Regions from separate parts of the Sus scrofa genome. Here region 1 is linked to region 2. The links are chromatin contacts, called in public HiChIP or PLAC-seq maps. All regions are on one chromosome and are shown on one strand. The core of a region is the stretch at or near the end of the contact, and the rest is flanking DNA. Distances in the headings are between cores, read along the strand shown.

Region 1 (3,453 bases), core at 547-3,046, 790 kb before region 2:
ACACTGAAAATATACCTGACCTTCCTTCCTGTTTTTCTATTTCAGGAAACTGATTACATCATGTCATATTTTGACAATGGAGAGGACTTTGGGGGTGACAGTGATGACAATATGGATGAGGCTATATACTGAAGAAGGACCCTGAACAATACCTTGGACCCTCATATCTTTCTTGATTTAGGGTACAGAGAGTAACTCCTCCCTACTATTTGGTTTTGTGAATAATCAAATCATTTGATCAGAATCCAGATAACTTATTTGGTCCCTGGAGATACGAATAGAGAGTGGCAACTGATAGCTCTCTTTTCCACCTTTCCCCTCCCTCTTTCCTCTGAAACTGTATCGCCTGTGATATCTTGGGGGAAGGAAGGGCAAAGCACCAGTGTCTTGACTGTATGAAAAGGGGAAAGGAGGGTCCTTTCCTCCTGGAGTCCTTAGAGCCGAGACAGCTGTGCGCATGCCCCTACCCATTTTTTACAGTTCTTTTTGGAGGTAATTGGGGGTGGGAACAGTTAGGAGCAGTCAGACCAGTTTTATATTTTTAAGTAAAATGTTTTTATCTGTCTCTGTCCAGGGCGAGGCCCAGTGGGAGAGGGCTGGAGGAATGAAGGGGATGCCCAGTGAGCTGTTCTTCTCTCCTTACCTGTGAAGAGTCCTGTGTGACACACTGGGGGTTTCAGCCTTCCTGTCCTTTGTACCTTCTTGCCACCCCCTGTGGTGGGACACCTACTCCCAATCTAGCTCTGCCAGGGAACATTCAGGAACTCATCCTAAGGGCTGTGCAGAGTGAGTTGTAAACAGCCCACCCCCTGCAGAGCAGCTGGCTTTTGAGCTTCTGGTCCTCAAGCAATGGGGACGTGATTATCTCTGTTCACATGTGTTTACAGGGACACGGGCCCTCGCTTTCCCACACTTGACCTTGCTCTTGTCCTTGTTTACAAGGAGCGATTATAGCTATTTTTGTGGGGAGAGTCAAGAAGGCCAGGTGGGAGGAGGGAGTCGGGAGGAGGTGCTGATTCTTCTGCACACCCACTCACCCTCTTCCAGGCCCTGGAGACCCCACTTTGAAAAGTGTTTCTGTGAAGAGGGAGCCCTCTAAATATCCTTCTCTCCACTTCTGGAATCTGCTATGTGGCTGAACTGCAATTTCTCTTTTGGTCAGCCTTTCTCTCCCTTCTTTGGGGGAGGGGTGGGGGAGGGTAGGCAGTGTTGCTTTACAGGAAGTAAGGGGGGGCATGAGGAAGGCAAGGACTTAGGGACACTCAGCTCTGAGAGGTGCTTTCTCACCCACACAGTTCTCCCTTGGGTGAGGTCACTTCCCTAGGCTCTGATTGGCTTCTGAGGAAGCCCTAGATGAACTGATTGGTTCCAGCCACTTGACATGCAACAGTCACGGGCGAGCTGCGTGTCCAGAATAGGGACTGGATAAGGAAGCAGGCATAGATAGCTGAGATGCTGTCATAGCGACCTTACTAAACATGTGAAAGCCATAAAGAGAGGATGTGGGAGAATCATCAAGAAATTCCTCAACCATATTCAGACAGGCAGACTGAATTCCCTACAGCATCAAGTGATAGAGGCTGGCAACCTAATATTAGAGATTTTTGACCCCATTGCAAAGAATGAATAGGGGCTGTGGCTCCATTGAGGGAAAGCACCTTAAAAGCCTGATTTGGGTGTGGTAGTAGGTTTTAAGTTTAAAGCAGCCAAGAGAACAGAGAAGGAAACAGGAATAGAAACAGAACATTCCAGAGTGATTGAGCAATTTGTGATGATTGATGTTTCCTTTTCTAGTTTTCTGTGGTATTGTGTCCGTGGAGGGGCCAGGGGACCTGTCACTGGGGTTTCCCATAGTCACACTATAGCCTCTGATTGTGGCCAGGGAGAAATCTGCAAGAAACAAAAATAAAAGACACTGAAAAATTTCCTTTTGCCTTTCTCCCCTGTATATACACACATACCAGACCTAATCTGGTTAACTGTATCTATAGCTGTGGGGGGTGCACAGCTGGACCTGCTAAATCCCACTTAATGTCAGCATGGGAATTTAAAAGTTGGGAACAAAGAAGATTCTAGACAAGAGACAGTAGAGGAGAACTGAACACATCTTTGCTCCCCCCTCCGCATATACACACATCCTTTTCCCATGAAATAGGGGAAAGAATAAAGATTAGAGTGGCCACTTGTAATCAGTTGCACTGCCTCAAAGACAAGGTGTCAGAAAGATCAGACCATTCCTGGACTCTTTCCCATCTGGCTTCCCGCTGCTTCTGGCAGGTGACCTTGCTGAACAAAGCCAGAGACAGGGGACCCAGCAGCTTCCCCAGATTCCAGAAGTGTTCCAGGCATGAGCTAGACTGTTTCCATTGACCCTTCCCCTACTTTCCATAGCTTTTAGGTTCTAGTGGGCAGGCTGAGGCTGAAGCCTAAGGCTCAGTAAATAGGATCCTGGCTGCTAATCCTCCAGAGGACCACCTGAGAGATTAGAGATTGAGGCTCTGTTGGCAAACATTTAGAGAGGCTCCACGCCATTCTTGCTCAGCCGTGTACTGTGTGCCTGCTGGGACCTGTTATGTTGAACAGACTGCTTCCACTCCCACGGCTGTGGCCCCAGGCAGGCTAAGTTCTCAGGCAAGAATCCTATTCCCTACCCCATGTCCCCTCCAACCTTGGATAGGAAACTTGAGATTGGGGTCTGCAAATTTAAGCACAGGGACTCAAGTGGTTTGAGGAACAGCTGAGTGGAAGACCTAGATGCAACATGAAGCTAAAAGATTGGGAGGGGAGACCAATGAAAATTGGAGGGTCAAATGTTATGTGGATAGGACACCCATTGTTTGGTGAGGAGAAGGCAATTATTCTCCTCAATTCTTTTTTTTTTTTTGGCCATGCCTGCAGTATGTGGCCAGGGATCGAACTCACACCACAACAGTGACAACACTGGATCCTTAAACCTTTAGGCCATCAGGGAACTCCTTCCTCAATTCATTTTTATTGCTGTTTGAACTTTGAAAGTAAGGAAGGGTGGCTTATAGGCCTAGGATGGTTTAAGAACTAAGCCAAGGGGAAAAGCTGCCATTTCAACTGGGCGAAGCACTGACTCATGGTCCTGGTTATACCACTCCATAGCTTTGTGCACTTGGGAAAGTTCCGTGTCTAGCCTCCAAGCCTCACATTCCTCGTGTATGAAACGATTTGATTCGATGTCCACTAGGAATCTTTCAAGCTGATGCTGATCCACCTGCAAGAATCCAAATGGTCCTGAGAATAAAGATCAGGATGTGTCCAGCTTTTGCTGAACTCATTCCAGCCACTGGATTTCCCCACCTTGTTTTCAGCTGGGCAGGCTAAAGATACCTCAGGCATCTAGCCAGTCCTTTCCAAGAATCTGCTGCAGCCTGAGTAGCAGGAAGATCAGCAATTCCATTAACTAGCAAGGAAAGAGATACCCTT
Region 2 (3,157 bases), core at 240-2,739:
TAGTCAGATTCATTTCTGCTCCACCATGATGGGAACTCCCTCCATTCCTTTTTAAAACAACCCGTTTCAGAGTTGCTGTTGTGGCTCAGTGGTAACAAATCTAACCAGTATCCATGAGGATGTGGGTTCGATCCCTGGCCTTGCTCAGTGGGTTAAGGATCTGGTGTTGCCGTGAGCTGTGGTGTAGGTCACAGATGCAGCTCAGCTTTGGCACTGCTGTGGCTGTGGCAAAGGCCAGCAGCTGCAGTTCTGACTGGACTCGTAGCCCAGGAACTTCCATATGCTGCGTGTGTGGCCCTAAAAACAAAACAAAACAAAACAAACAAACAAAAAAAACTATTTCTGCGATTGCTCATCAAATCCTTATTTTGAAGTAGAAGTTTTCTTTTGCTCAGTAGCACCATGATGGGTTGATGTATCTACCGTGGTTCACCAGAAGGAAAGGAAGACACAAAACCACTATCCTGTTTCAGACCTGACCCCAACTACCAAACTTTGAGGTGGGGGAAAGGGTCAAGAAAGCAGGTAACCAACCACTCCCTCCACCATTACCACTCTCCTCTACAGAGCTGTTGTTCCTTAAAGCTGAAAACAAGCCACCTCATTTCAAAACACAGAGAGAAAACCTCATTTCGACACTAAGCTGTTTCCCTCTTTCTGTTTCTCTACTCGGCCTTATGGAGGATTTCTGAGAAATGAAAAAATGTCACCTCCCACAGTCTCAATCTGCAGGTTTTTTTTTTTTTTTTTTGTAATGATAAAGTGGAGAGAGGAAGGGAGTATGTTGCTTGGCCATATGGTATTAACCAAAACTTTACAAAGAGGAATGCCCTTCCTTCAGCCCAAGTGGGCCCCACCTTGCTTTAGATCTGGACTTTCAGAGTCTAAGGAAATAAACAAGCCCTCCTCTCAGGAAATTTCAGCAACAAAGCAGTGAAACCTAACAGCTGCTCCTTGTAGCAGCCCAGCTGTCTCCCCCATTCCCACCAAGGACAGTAGATGGATGGGAACCACTCTAGGCAACCTCAGGAATGGAGGTGTGAGCTGAGAATGGAATGCATGAAAGGTCTGAGCAGAGATTCCTGAATAACTTTATGAAAGTCCAGTTTCTTGGGGAAAACCCCTCTCCTCCAGATCACCTGAGTCATACCAGCTCTGGAGGGGAAACTATGAAATGTGAAGCAAAAATTTTTGAAACCAGCTCCTCCTGGTAGACAAGAAACTGTTTTTACAGGCACAGAATTGATGACATTTCTTAAAGTGGAAAACTTCCCTAATTCAAGTAGAAACGTAACGGCTAAACATTCTTTTCCTTGTCCGCTTCGCTGGCTCTTTCCCAGCACACCTTGTTCCAGGATAACTTGAATAAACATACACATGTGACCATGAAGGGCAGGAAGAAAACCAAGTGGGGGTGGTGAAATTCTGAATGGAATGCAGCCCCAGCTAGCCAGGGGGCCAGGACTGAGAATTCTGGCAGTGGCTGTGGATTTACACAGGCAGAGAAGCCAAAACAATGAGCTCATGGGCAAGAATGCAGCCTGTGGGGAAGTCTGGGCAGTCAGAGCAAACTAATTTTTTGAACCAGGATGGGAATAGCTATAATTGAGTCTCCCACGGGAACAGGATTAGAGAGAGTGGAGCCACTGTTCAGTAACAACTTTGGGGGCTGTTATTAAAGTCTGTCCTGGGAGTTCCCTCGTGGCTCAGCAAGTCAGGGATCCTGCATTGTCACTGCTGTGGCTCTGGTTACAGCTGTGACTCAGTTTCCATCCCTGGCCCAGGAACCTCTGCATATCATGGGTGTTGCCAAAAAAAAAAAAAAAAAAAAAAAGTAAATTCTATTCTGTAGAGGGCATAGCAGTCTCAGGTCTGTTTATAAACCTGGTTCCTCAGGAGTTCCCATGTGGTGCAGTGGGTTGAGGAGCTGGTGTTGCTACTGCAGCAGCTTGGGTTGCTGCTGTGGCAAAGGTTCTGTCCCTGGCCAGGGAACTCCCCACACATCGTGGGTGTGGCAAAAAAACAAAAAAACCAAAAAAACCCCCAAAACCCTGGTTTCTTTCCCTGATTATGTGAACCTGGGTGGGTGAAGGAGCTGGCTGGTGAGATGTGAGTGACCTAACCGAGGTGATGCTCTTAAGACGACTTTATTTAAAGCAGGTCTGCCCATGCCAGCTCCTACACCAAGATCCAATAATGTCTATGATCCTTAGGTTGTGTGTCTTTTTTTTTTTTTTTTTTTTTTGTCTTTTTGCTATTTCTTGGGCTGCTCCCACGGCATACGGAGGTTCCCAGGCTAGGGGTCGAATCGGAGCTGTAGCTGCGGGCCTACGCCAGAGCCACAGCAACGCAAGATCCGAGCCGCGTCTGCAACCTACACCACAGCTCACGGCAACGCCGTATCGTTAACCCACTGAGCAAGGCCAGGGACCGAACCCGCAACCTCATGGTTCCTAGTAGGATTCGTTAACCACTGCGCCACGACGGGAACTCCAGGTTGTGTTTCTTTAGGGCACTACTTTAACAAGACAGGGGAAACAATCAATAGAATCTATCTTCTTAACTTCCCAAATAAACACAATCCACCCAGCTGTAGGTCATTTTAACCAAATTCAAACCTCTAAGACCAGACATCTTTTTTCTACCAGTGTTTTCCACTACTTTTTTCTCCTCCCTCTCCTACCCCTGCCAGAGGTTCTTTCCCAACTTCATGCTTTTGTTTTTCCTACTCATTTTAAGATCCAACCTCAAATGTTTATTTTGAAGTCCTCCTTATCACCTTCTACTTCCAGAAGTTGTCACTCTGCTTTGTCCTATACCTTTATCATAGCAGAAATATTCTAATTATTTTTGTCTATGTTATCACTCCTACTACTAGATTGTAACCTTTAAAGTTGGGCAACAATGGCTTTCTTTCCATAGATTTGTTATGCATAAATTCCTCAGATGTGTGTGCTAAAAACAAGGATTCTCTTACATAACCACAATACACTCGAGAAATTTAATATTGAAACAGTACTAACATTTTGCCCATGTTAAAATTTTCCCAATTGCCAAGTCATTTATAGCTTTTTCTCATTTAGGATCCAATCAAAGATGACCCTGCATTATTTATCATGTCTTTTTTTCTTTTTTTGCTTTTTAGGGCCACAGGTGT

Evidence for each region. HiChIP or PLAC-seq counts read pairs in DNA pulled down with a chosen protein or histone mark.
Region 1: a contact with region 2 is called in an H3K27ac HiChIP or PLAC-seq map of skeletal muscle. The contact joins two enhancer-like sites. A contact is called at or near these places in 1 of 47 Hi-C or Micro-C datasets (skeletal muscle) and 1 of 2 datasets of contacts at active chromatin or transcription factors (skeletal muscle).

The regions. Positions count from the first base shown.
Region 1 is chr4:99,361,419-99,364,871 of Sscrofa11.1, reverse strand. POLR3GL (DNA-directed RNA polymerase III subunit RPC7-like) reads left to right here. Exons shown (of 10, transcript XR_002343450.1): 9 at 46-182; 10 at 575-1,927. Among named protein-coding and RNA genes, the nearest start is that of ANKRD34A, 14 kb to the left of the region's middle. Within about 2 kb of position 1,796, at least 66 of the 83 cell types and tissues checked have an H3K27ac peak or open chromatin away from gene starts, as enhancers often do. A contact at or near this core is called in skeletal muscle, where this site is marked.
Region 2 is chr4:98,569,328-98,572,484 of Sscrofa11.1, reverse strand. No RefSeq gene overlaps it. Among named protein-coding and RNA genes, the nearest start is that of MCL1, 8.8 kb to the right of the region's middle. Within about 2 kb of position 1,489, at least 57 of the 83 cell types and tissues checked have an H3K27ac peak or open chromatin away from gene starts, as enhancers often do. A contact at or near this core is called in skeletal muscle, where this site is marked.